Linked DNA regions of Ovis aries: region 1 is linked to region 2. Evidence: chromatin contacts called from public Hi-C data. All regions are on one chromosome and are shown on one strand. Each heading gives the region's core, a stretch centred on a gene start, on an enhancer-like site or on the middle of the called end of the contact. The rest is flanking DNA. Distances are from core to core; before and after follow the strand shown.

Region 1 (7,268 bases), core at 493-2,992, 39 kb after region 2:
TGAGCTCCAACCTTCTCAGGAGCCACCATGTGTTCAAGGGGTCTCTGTGAGGATTGGACCCCCACCCGCAAGCACCACGGCCTTCTGAAGACTTTTCCGGTGTCCTCTACGTGCTGGGACTTCTCTGTGGGTTCACAGCTGCTCTGAGGGGTATAGGCTGGCATGCTGCTCACTACGAGCCCTGCTTCCTCCTTCCTAGCAGGTTCCAAACACACTCTTGGTTGTCATGGAGCTCCTCTGGGAGAACCCTCCTTTATCCCGTTCTTGCAGGGCCCCTCTCATTGTGTTAATAAGGCAAGGACACCAGAGGTAAGAGGAAGCTTTATTGGAGTGGGGGTGGAAGGGGTGGGCAAGCCCCAGGGAGAGCCAGCACCTCCCTGTGTCCTTTGCCTCAGACTCATCCCAAGGACCTCCCCACAACACCGGTCCCCAGCCCTTCACAGCCAGGACTGGAGGGTGGTGTCCCCCTGGTGGTGATGGAGACTCAGGCGAGAAGGAGTTGAGGGCAGAGGTCGATGGAAGTTTCTGTCTTGGATGCCACACCCCAGTGACAGGGTGAGTCCTAAGAGGAAGAAGAGGGCCCCCAAATCTGGGGAGGGAATTATCTTTGGGGGTAACTACTTATCCTAGCTCTTCAGAGACCAGAAACTTCTTGCTTCCGGCTAGAAGCTTGGGCAATCATTCTGGGTGATGCGTGGTTTCATTTCAAAAGGAAATGAAGTCACAGTGGGCAGTGGATTGAGTGGACCCTCAACACTGAAATGCAAAATGGTAAACAGGACAAATGTCCAAGAAGGGAACCCGAGTGGAGACAACTTTCCTTCAAGTGGCTTCAGGCTGGAGTCGGTTTTGTGGTCCCCCAGCTCAGACCCACAGGCCAGGGTTTGCTTTCTCTCCACGTGGGTGGGCTAGCTGGGGAAGGGAGCCCTTTATTCTGTTTATAAAGCTTCTGTAAGTGGCAGAGCTGTGCCTTCCCCTCTTTCTCCCCCTCCCTCCTTATCCTTATTTTCCTCCCCTCCTTTCCTTTTGCTCTCAAAGGTCTGTAATTACAAGATAAGCAGCATGGTCAGGAGGGGGTGGGTTGTCCCCCCCCGCCCCTCCCCGCTCCACCCCATATCCGCTACAGACTTCTTCCCTGCTTCCCTGCCTCCCCCACCCCCTGGGGAAGTAGCCTTTGGTAGAAGGGGCACACTAGTTGCGTGGCTAAGATGACGAGCTAGGACAGCCCTGGTTTGGAGCCAGGAAGCCAGGGTACTAGTAACCTGAGATGAGTCTCCAGAGACACCCTGAGTGGGGCACATGGCAGATCATGAGTCAAGATTTCTCGGCTCAGCAGGTGGTCAGTAGCTCAGAGCTAATGCCAAGGAAGGCACCTTTTAACAGGGCAGGTCCCAGTTCAAGGTACAGGGTGTAGACACAGCAGGTGACTGTTGACTGATGGGTGGAGGGTGGACAGGTGGAGACGTTCAAGCTGTCTAACAGGCTGAGATGTCTGCCCCTCAGCACCGACTAGAAAGCATTTCTCCAAGAGGTGGCTGGGGGAGTCCACAAGGCCCTTCCTGGTCAGTGGTGATGAGACTTCTGAGGCCCAAGGGTGGAGTCCTGACCAGGAAAGGCAAGCTGCCTTGCATTCTTTGCCCTAGGGCCACTGCTGGGAAGTGGCAGGCAAAGAGAGGAGAGGAGATCCAGGCCAGTCCAGCCGCTCCTGTCGCTGACGCCACGCCCTCCTACCCCCCCAGTTTGCTCCACTGGATGGAACTGAAAAAGGGGTGGGCCTTGAGTTCATGGACGCCGCCTCCTCCAGCGCCCAGGCGCCGGGCCGGGTCGAACTGCAGCAGCTGCGGAGAAAAGCCCAGTCAGCCCTGGGCAGGCTGGCCAGGCCCCGGGAACCCTGTTACCCTGGTGGGGGCGGACAGGGGGTCGACATTGGTGTTTGGCCACCGAGGTATAGAAATTTGTTGGCCCTATGACCCTCCTGCACCCATGCCAGACACCTAGTACATGGGGTGACTTGTTCACACACAGGGCTCTGCCCTCCCTTCTGTCCACCCTCAGGCCAAGAAGGCGCCACCGGGAGGCCGCCTGCACCTCACCTCAGTCAGCAGGGAGGCCGCCGGGCCACTGAGCCACTCGGGCAGCTGCAGCTGGGTGTGGGGCTGGATTCCTGAGGGGTGGCTCTGGGACAGCGCCTGGGAAGACACAGGGAGGCGGCCCCCAGGAGTCTGTACACTCCACTGGCGGCCGAGATTGCATCTCTTCGCCCTGTGTTATACCTCACGGGCATGGCCATGACTCCATCGCCTTCTGCTTTGGATCTGCTGCCTGCCGGGCTGAGGAAGGTGCCTGACACCTGTGATCCCTAGTTTCTGCAACAACCTTCAAAGTAAGCAATTGGCACCCCCATTTTAAGGGCAAGAAGCAGGTTGACGGATTTGTGCTGAGTTCAGGGTTTGAACCCAGGCCCCTATGGCTCCAAGCTTGCTAGAAGCACCGGTCTTGGGTTGCCATCGGGGCAGGCACTCTATCAGGAATAGCACTGAAACCTGTCTCCTTACAGAAAGCAAATCTCCACGGGCGGCTCCTTTGCCATGGCATGCTCCTGCCAGGGTCAAGGCAGGGCTGTGGTGGGAGAAGAAGGCAGGACCTATCTGCGTTCCAGAAGGGTGCAGCTGCGGGGGAGCAGAGGGGTGTGTCTGGAGGTCAGGAAGACAGGCAAGAAGCCACCAGGAGGAGGGCCAGGAGCCCTGAGCTGGACAGGTGGGAGGGCCCTGGCTAATAGGAGAGAACCACTCTGGGCGGCTGTTTGCAGCCAGAGCTCTCAGAGGCCCTGGCCTCGGGACCAAAGCAGGAGGGAGCCAGGAGTGACCGGTCAGCTCTGAACTTCCAGTTACACCACATCCACTCAGGACATTTCCTGCTCAAATGGAGCTTGGCCTCTCCCTGCTGCCTGACTTAACCAGCCCCAGGTGCAGCACTGAGCTCATGAGGGAGGACAGAGAGCTGAGCCCACCACCCTGAGCAAGGTGTTTGCGAGGGGAACTTCAAGCTCTGGTTCGACCCAGGCTGGACAGGGCAGCTGCCGGCCTGGGATGATGGATACCCTCTCTCTGGTCTTCCAGCCAAAGTCTAGGGGTCACAGCTCTGAAGGGTGTGGGACGGGGTGTGAGGGGGAGTGGAGCGTGGTGTGAGCAGTGGGGAGAGGAGGCCTGTGAGGGATGATCTGAGGAACAAGGCTGCGTCACACTCAGCTGCCCTCCAGAGCTAGGCCCAGGCACCCTCTTCCAGGAACCTTCCCTGAGCACCGCAGCTCAACTCTCCCTCATCTAAGTTGACAGTCTCCCAAGCTATCGCCACTTGCCTGACGAGGGTCGGGGTGCAAGGTGTGGCCAAGGCCTTGGTGGGAATTGCTTCCTCCTTCTCTCACGGCCTCTGGGCTGGGGGAGAGGGGGCCTGTGCTGACAAGACATTGGGCCCAATGGCCAGGTATTGAGCGATCAGGTAGGCTCAGCCCCCAAGACTGACCGGTTGGACTAACCCCAGCCCATTCTATGCTCAGTGACACCAGCCAGGCTCCACACCCTGCCCACACAGAGCTCACCGTCCCAGTCAGCAGTTCATACAGGAGAGACCCAAAGCTCCACCAGTCGCAGGCTTCGGTCAGCTCCGAAATCCCACCGACCTCTGTGGGAGCCAGAACAGTCCTCAGCCTTGCTGAGAGGGCAGGTCTCCCTTCAACCCCTCCCCACCATCCCCACCTCCAGGATGGGCCTGTTGCCTCTCTCATCCTCAGTCCCCCGGCCCACCCACACACAGACACTCAGGGGCTGCCTCACCCTTCCCTTCTTGCCTGGGGCACTGTAGAGGTTGTGCGAAGCCTCCCTGCAGCACTGGGGCTCCACCTCTGACCACTGGCCAAAATACGTGAGCCGGATGTGGCCTTGTCATGCCGTGTGTGTGCAGGGAGGAGCCAGAGGGGGACGAAAACCGCAGTTAGTCATCTTGGAGCCTTTGGCGTGGGGCAGGGGACCCCAGGAGCCAGTGGGCCGTGCTGGGCAGAGGTTCCCTAGGGGCTCGGCCCCCCAAGGCCCCTGGAACAACCTGGTCATCACAGGAGCGGCTGCCCCAGAGCTCAGGGTGGGGAAAGGGTGTGCTTTCCAAGCTTAACCACAGCCGGCCAGCCGGGCTTGGCCGAGGCCTTCCCGAAAAGGCAGGGGGTGGGGGTGGTCCAGGGGGAACAGTCAGATACCGTCTGCCTCCTCTTGGCTCTGGGGAAATCTCAAGGCTGTGGGGGCCTCCCTCCTGAGGGGTGGGGTGGGGTTAGGGCCCACTCCTCTGCCCCCAGCCCCCACACCCCGCCTGGGGCTCCTACCGGCCTGGTCCAGGAGCAGATTCCGGGGATTGAGGTCCCGGCACAGCACCCCTTGCTGGTGCAGCGCCTCCAGGGCCAGCAGCGTCTCGGCCGCCCACTGCCTCACCTGCTCCTCCTTCAGACTCCAGGCACCCCTGCCGGACACCAGGCTGGCCCCTCCAGAGGCCGAGAGGTGGCTCGGGCCTCTGCCTCGGCTGCAGCCCCCCAGCACCCGGCCGGCCCCGGCCCGAACCCAAGGGAGCCCCCATGGGGGCGCGGGCTCCGAGCTCCGGCCAAGTCCTCGCCCGGTGTGGGAGTGCAGGCGGCCACCTGGGGCCTTTGGAAGGTCCCAGACGCGGGCAGTGCTCGTTCTGGCTGAGGCTTCACCCCCAGTCTCTCTCTGGGGTTTAACGGCCACCACCCTCCTGGCTGGGGTGAGGCTCTGAGAAGTCCACGGAGGCTCCAGAGGGATTCCGTCCCGCGGGCGGGTGTGCCCCGGGGGCACTGAGCTGGTCCCGAGGCTGAGACGGGAGTTTAGTGGAGCCTTCATCCTCTCCAGACTGGAGCCAGATCCGGTCCCAGACTGCTGGGGGCACGGCTGGGAGAGCAGGTGGGACCAGAGCGTACCTCCTGGGCCAAGCAGAGGGAGCCGCAAGCGTGGGGACGGGAGAGGAAATGAGTGTGGACGCGTCTTTGTCCCACGCCTGCTCCCCCTCTGTCTTGGGCACAGACCCTCTGCCTTCAGATCCTCACTTGGCTCCCTCCCCTCCCGAAGCCCAGGATGCCCTCTCTCCTCCTCTCCACCCACCCGTGACGGGGCCCCAGCCTCACAAAATAGGTGCTTAACCCCTAAGAAGATGTAAATTATTCTCTAATGTCTTTGGTCTAGGTGGCGGGTTCTCCAGTGTCTGATGTATTATATATTTTTCAAAGGGAGAATCCTGGAGAAGGGCATGGCAACCCACTCCAGTATTCTTGCCTGGAGAATCTCATGGACAGAGGAGCCTGGAGGGCTGCAGTTCACGGGGTCACAAAGAGTCAGACACAACTGAGCGACTGAGCACAGCACAAAGGGAGAATAGTGTCATGAATTTAATTAAGTAAAATTAAAGAAGGCTAGGCATGGATCTGTGATGACTATATGTCACGATCCAGAGAGATGCACCTCATTGAAAACAAACAAACAGAAATCCTAGCTGATCAATAAATATCCGCTGTGGCCCAGTTCCTGTAATTACAGCTTTGGCACCATCATCCCATATGGCCACTCGGGGGGGTGGGCATGGACTAGAAGAGTGAAAAGAACCAAGACTGGGGGAGATGGTGACAAAGGGGACACCTGCATACGTGCCCTCATTCATCCAAGATGTGAACGTCCTCCTTGGACGTCTCCTGCCCCCTGGCATCACTGAGAAGCCTGCAGCAGGCTAGTCCTGCCTTCACCCTCCAGGAAGGCTGGGCCTGTGGCTGGGTAATGAGCTCCGAATTTTAAGGGGATGAGACAGGACAATCTCCTGAAGGCCTGAGGAGCCGATGGGGCCCCCGGGGTCCGCTCACCTTTCACGTGCTCCAGGTGCAGGAAGATGGAGTCATCAGTCACAAAGTACCGCAGCAGCTGGGTCATGTAGGGGACGCCGTGTGGGATGATGGTCAGCCGCTCCCGGCTCGCCACGTGGCACCTGGACAGGCCCTGAGGAGGGGGCAGGCCGGGCAGATCAGCTGGGGACCGGCCAGAGGCCACTCTGCTCTTCAGGGACAACCAGATGAAGTGTGGGAGCCCCCTCTGAGGAGCAGCTGCCTCCCCCTAGTTCCTGTCCTGACCCGCAACCCTCTTTCCACCATGGAAGGCAGGCCCTCCCCTCCCTGTCTGGGCCAAGGGTAGGGCAGTATATGTGTGTGTTTTTCTGGGAAGTCGGGCACATGCCCGGGGTGCAGAACTAGCAGCTGTGGGATCTGGAGGGAACGTGGGCTTCCCATACGGGTTCTGGGTAGAGGTTCCCCAGAAGGCAGGGGTTTCCAAGAGCTCCGAGAAGGTCTCAAGGGGAAGGAGGAATGGCAGGGGGTGGGGTGGCACCTGCCTTCACCACGAAGGTCCCTCCAGTCGCTAGGTCCTGGACCAGCTGTACCTGCAGAGGTCCAGGAGGCACTAGTCAAGGCACAGGCTAGTTCCCGGGGCTCCACACCCCCAACCCCAGGCCCCACGCTCCTCCACCCAGGCTAGGCAGGGATGTCAGGCTTTGGTGGTACAGAGTATATCCCCTCCTCCACCAACATGACATTGAACCTGTCCGATTCATCCACCCTCGTTAGACCTGCAGGTCTTATCAGGTACCACCTTCTCCAGGGAGCCTTCCCAACCTCAGATTAGGCCAGGACTCCTAATCTGTCTGCAGAGCTCTCCCGGCTCACCCCCAGCACACTGTGTGTGATTTCCTGTCGCTCCACTGGGCTGTGAGCTCCAAGAGCGCAGGGACCATGCTGTATAGCTCTGTATTCCCAGAGCCCTGCGCCACACAGGGAAGTAGTCAGGGCTTTCCACACATGAGGCGAATGGTTCATTCCACAGGATCTGAGGGTGTCATGGCTGGAAGGGACCTCAGGGCCAGTCACCTTCTCTTAACTCTTATTTCACAGGTGAAGAAGCCAAGGCTCTGAGAATGTGGCCCCAGTGGTGCCCCAAACCACACGGGCTTGGCTTGCTCCTTCAGGTCGCACCCCCTGCCCCCCACTCCCAGTGATGCGATGGTCTTTTGCTTTTTTTAAATGGTCTTTTCCTCTGGACTCTGTCTTTGGCGAGCAACCTCTTCCTTCTCCTGTCGGTTTTGTTTGGAGGCAGTGGTCTGCCAACTGCTGGGTCAGAGCCTTGCTTGGAGCTGGGCCCTAGACTCATCTCCATTATGGGCAGGGGTGAACCCCAGCC
Region 2 (6,652 bases), core at 3,550-6,049:
AGGCCTTCCTTACCCTGGGCTACCAACGTTCTTTGTATAAGCTGTTTTTTGTAAGAATGACGTGATTGGGATTTTTATTGCATGTTTCTCTCCCCATTTAGACTGTGAGCTCCTTGAGAGCGAGGGCCTTACCCTTTCATCTTTTTATTCCACGTGCCTAGCCCGGTGCTAGGAGCAGAGTAGGTGCTCAATAAATGTTTGGTGAATGAAGGAATAAGTGAGTGAATTGTCAACTTTAACCCACGATTAACTATGGCAGTTCTATTCCAACCCATGCCTCTCACTCTGGGAACAGATCCCTTCCCCTTTAATGAGAGTAGGGGATTGTGGCCTGAAAACCTAGCACCAGGGTGGTAGGGAAATAAAGAGTCTTACGCTAAAACACTTAGCATTCCCAGGAACAATCCTAGGGCTGTGTGGGAAACACACAGGGTAACCTTGGAGCTGAGGCTGAGAGCTGTAGCTTTAGGACAATGAAGGCTTCTCAGTTTACCCAAAGGAAACCAGACAACTGATCACAACTGTATCACGCTGTCCAGGAGGCCCCTGCCCCCTGCCTCATTAGCCCTACTTCTTATCGTTTATAAGTGCTGTGGAAAGAATCCTGGATTGGGAGTTCAAACACCGAGCTTCAGATAATAGATTTTGCCACCTAGTCCCTGTGTGACCCTGGGCAAGCCGCTTACCTTCTCTGGGCCCCATTTCTAAACTGCGGAGTGTAGTGGTTGAAACTTGTGCTGGGCAGTCAGATGCTGGCTTTGAACCCTGACTCTGCGTGTGTCTGTCTTTGACTCTGAGCAACTTAGTCCGCTTCTCTGTCCCTCTCAGATACTGATCTAGAGTGGATACTGGAGGATGGTGAGGTAACTCGGGCTCGCAACCCCTTATCTGAAACAGTGGGCCGAATGGACGCCAGGTTTCAGAATTTATTGTATCAAGGCAATATGGTGCGTGTACGATGTGTTAGTTACCGCCCACAGCAGGGTCTGTGGCAGCTGTCTAATCAGATAGTTTATAAAGTTCCCACAGCAAAATCAATGACTAATTGTGCTAAGTGAGATAGTCTATAAGAGGCCTCCTATCAGCACAGGTAGGGCTTCCCAGGTGCCACTGGTGGTAAAGAGCCTGCCTGCCAATGCAGGAGACACAGGAGATGTGGGTTCCATCCCTGGGTCAGGAAGATCCCCTGGAGGAGAGCATGGCAACTCACTCCAGTATTCTTGCCTGGAGAGTCCCCATGGACAGAGGAGCCTGGCGGGCTACAGTCCATGGGGTTGCAAGGAGTCGGACACGACTGAAGCAACTTAGCCCACAGCACAGGTCAGGTTTTGCAACCAAGAGAATCTCCCATCAGCCTTAGGAGAAAGAAACCATAGAGGTTTTCAGAGCGTTCTGAGTTCCAGAACTGTGTCTAGGTGGCAGTGCAGAGGGGCACTGTCAGTCCCAATGCCTGCCGCCCAGGAGGCGTGCGGTCACTCCTCATTGTCTCATCATGATACCCGCTCCACCTGTTCACAGGGGTGTCATGTGAAGGGAAAGTTCATTTATACTTAAGCATCTTGCTCTTCCGGGTTTTCAAGGCCCAGAAGAACAAATTTATAATTCTAGAATGAGGGAATAATTGGGGCCAGGATGCTGCCTGGGGGCCCCAAATCGTTCCAAAGGTAGTCAACTACATGACCGGGGCAGCCAGGCCCTGTGAGTGGCCCCTGAAAAACCTCCTGAAGTTCTCAGAGCCCAAGCCTCATTTCACGAGGCAGGGCCAGGCATACAGGAGGTGCTTTTCTGAAACAGCAGAATACCCTTCCCAGGGGAAGGTCAGCGGAGTATCTTTGGGGACTGAGTTCCTGAGGTTCTTCCACAGCCTGACTCTGACAGGGAGACTTAACCAGCGGCCTCTTATCAAAGACCCGGACAGATAGCTTCTCTTACAGAGGGCTTTCATCTGACAAGAAAATCAGTCTATGGTGATATCTCCGTGTCTGCTGCTGGAGAGGTGTGCTGGTGGCTGTCGAGATGCTCTCAGCTCTGGGTTTGTTTGTGGCTGTTGCTCTCTGCCTGCCAGGAAAAGAACCCAGGGGTGTCCAAGCTTGGGCAGTGTTGCCAACACTTGTGACCAGCAGGTGGCGCTCATAGCACTTAGGACACAAGAGCCAGCCTGGTGTGGCCCTGTGCTGGTTCCACCCCATTCCTGCCGCCTTTGCCACAGCTTGCCAGGTAGAAGAGGCAGGACTATTCACCCCTGCTTGTGTGACTCCACAGAACCCAGGAGATGCAATTTAAGGCTGTCCCTGAGAAGCAGCAGCGTGAGCTTGGCTCACTAAAAAAGCCACATCCAAAATATGTTCTCAGGAGCTTTAATCTCACAAGATGCTGGTTGAAAGAGGGTTCTTTGGTTTTATGCATGTGGGACTGTATACATTCTCCTCTTAGTGTTTTTCATCGGACTTCATGTTAAAAAGGCTCTGAGCAGTCCCACAGAAATAGAATTAACACAGTGTTTACCCAAGCAACTACTTCTCTTGCTTCAAAAACTTTTACATTCCTGAGGGAGCGTTACTCTGAAGAAATGCCTGTTTCTGAGTGGGATCTCTCTACGGCTTGCAAAGGTGATGCAGTAAGATTCAGACCCCCTGCAGACCAGCCTGGGCCCCACAGCCTGTCTGGCGGGGGCCCCCAACCCTGCTCCACACCCACACAGCACCCAGCTCTCTCCTCAGCTGCAGCTTAGAAGCTAGTCCTTAAACTGAAGTCTTCTTACCCCTTTCACCTGGCCTCAGGTCTTGTCCCTGAAGTAAATCTCCCCTTTCCCATCAGCCCGGCAAGTTTCTGGCCCCTCGTGTATTGCCCATGAGTTATCTAGTTGGTGCAGGTAGAAGGGGCAGGACTATTCACCCTGCTTGTGTGACTCCACAGACACAAGGAGGTGCAATTTAATGAGATGTCTCAATTAAGCAGATGTCTCTTTTTGCCTGAAGAGACAAGAGGTTCCGGGAGCCACGCCTCAGTTAAGGCCATTCCTTTGGCCTGTTTGGCCAAGGGGTGTGAGCAGCTGACGTCTCAGTGATGGGGTCCCTCCTTCCACAGAGTGTTTTTGTCATATTTTGGGAGCCCATTTGGGTTTAAAAATAAACAAACCCCTTCCAGACCCAAAGGACTAAGTCAGTAGTGATAGAATCTATGTTACAGAAGAAGGTAAAGGAGCTCTCCCAGACCCTTAGATCTCAGAACTGATCACCACTTTCTCAGGAACCTACTAGCTATGAGCCACAGGGGAAGGAAGCCCCAGAATGAACATTGAGAAGACCCCCTCTCCTCTGGAAGAGCAGAGCAGTTCCCTGTGCCAAGCAGTTATGTGTCCCCTAACCTCCCCTCAGCATCCAGAGTTCCTGTCTCCCTGGGCTGGGACAAACGAGAACCCCAATTGCCCAAAAAGGATATGTGGGCCGCAGAGAAAGGAAGCGTGTCCATGACGGCCTGCCGGCCACCCGGCTCCATTTTCATTGGGGGAACGAGGGGCAGTCTTTCCAAACAGGTGGACGTGAAGGGCCAGGGGCACTGCTGCTGGCTCAAGGCCAGAGGTCGCAGTTTGGCAGCTCCCCAAGGTCGCAGGGCCACCTCGGAGGAGGGCTGGCTCGGGGCAGACGGGTCCTGAGGAAGACCACCCCTCCAGCGGCCACCGGGCCCATGGCCCAGTAGCTGGCCGAGAATCTGCTCCTCCTGGATGTGGGCAGGTGCAACCACCAAGGAACAGTCTGCTGGGGAAGCCTGATAGGGTTTGGGGATCATTCTCAGAGAGACGGGGTACCTGGGAGAATCTAGAGGTTTGGCTAGCGATAAGCTTCCCAGCGGAGCCCCCGCTGGCGGCTGGGCCCGTCTGGGCAAGGCCGCCAGAGGAAGCGGATCTTTACGGGCACTGCCCTCGGGAGGCAAGGGCTCGCTTCTCCCATCTGGCACCGGCTCCTGGAATCTCCCGCCCAGCTGAGTCAGATGCCCCGATGGATCCACCAGTACCTTTTGTAACACCGAGTCCACAGCCTGGGATATGGCCCCCGTCAGTTCTTTCTTCAGACTCTCCAGCAAGGCCGGTGCTTCAGAGGGAAGAAATCTGGGCCCCTCAGACAGGTACTGGACCTCAGACGCTCTGTGTTTCTCCACCCTGGAGAGGTCCCCGATGGACCCCTGGCAGTGGTCGCTGTCCACCCCCCAGGGCCCAGACCCAGAGCCGTTCCTCTGGCCTGCTGTTGGAGGGCCCTGGGCTGCGGCCCTGGGCTCCACGGCCTGCAGGATACGCTCCTGCAGGTGTCTCATCTGCTGCCTCAGCAGGTGGAGCTGTCCTCTCACCCGAGGGCCCCCCTTCCTGCCGCCGCCCCGGTTCCCTGCGGGGCCTGTCTCCAGGGGGTCTTGCTGCATGGGAAGGCTCTGCTTCCTCTTCCGCCCCCGGGGCTTCTCTGGGCGGCTTGGGCTGTCCCCAGCGGGGGCCCTGCCTGGCCCCAGAGAGGTTGGGGAGAGGAACATGCCTCGGACGATGGTCTCTACTCTGGCCCTCTTTGCCTGGATGTGCTCATCCCCAAAGCAGTCAGGGTCGGAGAGGCTGGAGCTGGGGACCTGACTCCAGGCAAAGGGGGAGCATCTGCTCTGCTCTCTGGGGGACAGGCTTCTTCCACCTTCCATACAAGGTTCTGTCAGATACTGGGCTGGACCCAAAAGCAAACTGGAGTTTGGATCCATCTCTTGGCTCCACAGATGCCGTAGTCAGGGTTCCGCCAGAGAGTTCCTCCTCCGGAGGCCCTCAGCCTGGAGGTGCACCTCCAGGGAGCTGGGGATCTCTCCTCTCCACTTAGAGGAAGGATTCAGACTCTGGGATTCCGGGCGCTCACCCACCTCCTGTGCACTCTGAAAACAGAGACAGGAGAAAACAGGACCTGTGACTTTGAGCGGTTCCTCTCAAACTTGACCATGCAGATGAATCAGCTTGAATCCTGTTAAAATGTAGATTCTAAGTCAGCAGGTCTGGCGTGGGGCAGCGATTGTTTCTGTATCCCCAGCCAGCTCCCAGGTGATGCCGCTGGTCCCAACCACAGTTTGAAGACATTCCCAAGAGCAGGCCTCCCAAGAGAAAGTTCTTGTCCTGCCAGGACATAAAAATAAAATAATCCATAATAATGATTGTGGCAGCCAGTTGCCTAACTAGCATTGCGCCAATAACTTTACACCCATTACCTGATTTAATTCTCCTAACAGCTCCGTGGGAATGCTGGCAGTCCTATTTTACAGATAAAGGAAACAGGCTCAGAGGAATTAAGAAGTTACCTCCCTAAGGTCATATAGTTAGTGTCAGGCTGGAGTCAGAATAAGATTTATCTTGATTTAGAATGACTTTCTGCAATAGAATCACCCTGGGGACTTGTTAAAAATAGCAGATCCAGTAGGCCCACCAGTCCTGCTTAATCAGAAGTCCTTGGTACTGTGTTAGGGCACCTGCCTTTGAAACAAGCAAAATGAAGTTTGAGAATGTGCTGTTTGACCACTATGCAGTCCTGCTCCAGGAAGAGTTGGATCATGCATTTGTCTTTCAACATTCTCACCGCTGCTCTTTAAGCATCTATTGTACATCAAGACTTCTTCTGGATGCTTGGAGAGTCTGTGGTGAATAAAACAGCATAGTCTTACTCTCATAGAGGAAGATGTATAGCAGGGGAAGAGAGAATAAATAAGTACATTTTCAGGTCATGATAACTTCTATGAAGAAAAAAGACAGTAAGGGACTGGGATGAAGGTATGGGAGAATGAGGGAGCAATGTTAGAAAAGGCTGCATAGAGCTGTTTTATTCCCATGAATATCAAAGTGCACTGCATTTGAACCAAGAGGTAATTCAGGTAGCAGGTATAAGGCACTTCGAGTTTATGAAACATTCATATGTGTAGTCATTACATCACGCACCAATCTTGACAGTTGGTGTAATTCTCCCATTTTGTAGGTGAGGAAACTGAGGCTCATCAAGGTTAAGAATGGCTCTCAGTTACTAAGATTCCAAGTCTTCTAATGCAAACACACTTCAGGTCCTTCCTCAAAGATAAGAAGACCTGCACAAGAGACTGACTTCTCTGCCTGTTAAGCAGATTCATCCTTTCCTAGAAATTTTAAATGAATTTCTTTTTTCTCTACAGATTTCCACTCTTGATTGCTTCTCTAGTACAAATGCTGGTGGGAGAGACTTTGCTTTCTTCCCATTTTCATCTTGAAGCTTGCTTGGAATTCTCTGCTTCAGGAAATCCCAGCTCTTCTGCAGCCAATGGATTCTAGTTGGTAGACTTGACCACAGCCTCCACTTGGAGCTGGCTGGCAGCTGGCAGACACACAACACAAGCTCTCTGAGGGCAACTTCATGCCAACACTAGAGTGAAAGGTAGGAGGAAATGGCAACTGCATGCCATTTTGAGGGAAATGCCACTGAAAGAAGGCTAGGTTCTCAGGTCAGTTAGAAGATTCTGGCTTTGAATAAGTAAGACATTTGTAAATTACTAAAAATAAAAATCAGTGATTTGCCAAATTAATATAAATGAAAGAATTTGCTATTGCCAAGTTTTACCAATAGTTTGGATAGTTTACCACCTCTTGGAAAGAGAAACATTTAACTTCCTGCGATCA

What was found. A called contact is a pair of places that touch in the nucleus more often than the background predicts.
Region 1: a contact with region 2 is called in a Hi-C map of tail adipose tissue, with 4 times the contacts expected there. The contact joins the enhancer-like site here to the promoter of PROX2 in region 2. A contact is called at or near these places in 6 of 16 Hi-C or Micro-C datasets (blood, liver, mixed tissues and 2 more).

Annotation. Positions count from the first base shown.
Region 1 is chr7:84,237,694-84,244,961 of ARS-UI_Ramb_v3.0, forward strand. It overlaps RPS6KL1 (ribosomal protein S6 kinase like 1), which reads right to left. Exons shown (of 10, transcript XM_060418352.1): 5 at 6,427-6,474; 6 at 5,906-6,038; 7 at 4,370-4,978; 8 at 3,359-3,681; 9 at 2,094-2,189; 10 at 306-1,838. The coding sequence ends at 1,728. Among named protein-coding and RNA genes, the nearest start is that of RPS6KL1, 13 kb to the right of the region's middle. Within about 2 kb of position 1,743, at least 18 of the 54 cell types and tissues checked have an H3K27ac peak or open chromatin away from gene starts, as enhancers often do.
Region 2 is chr7:84,195,973-84,202,624 of ARS-UI_Ramb_v3.0, forward strand. PROX2 (prospero homeobox 2) reads right to left here and starts at 4,800. Exons shown (of 3, transcript XM_027972028.3): 1 at 4,015-4,800. The coding sequence starts at 4,731.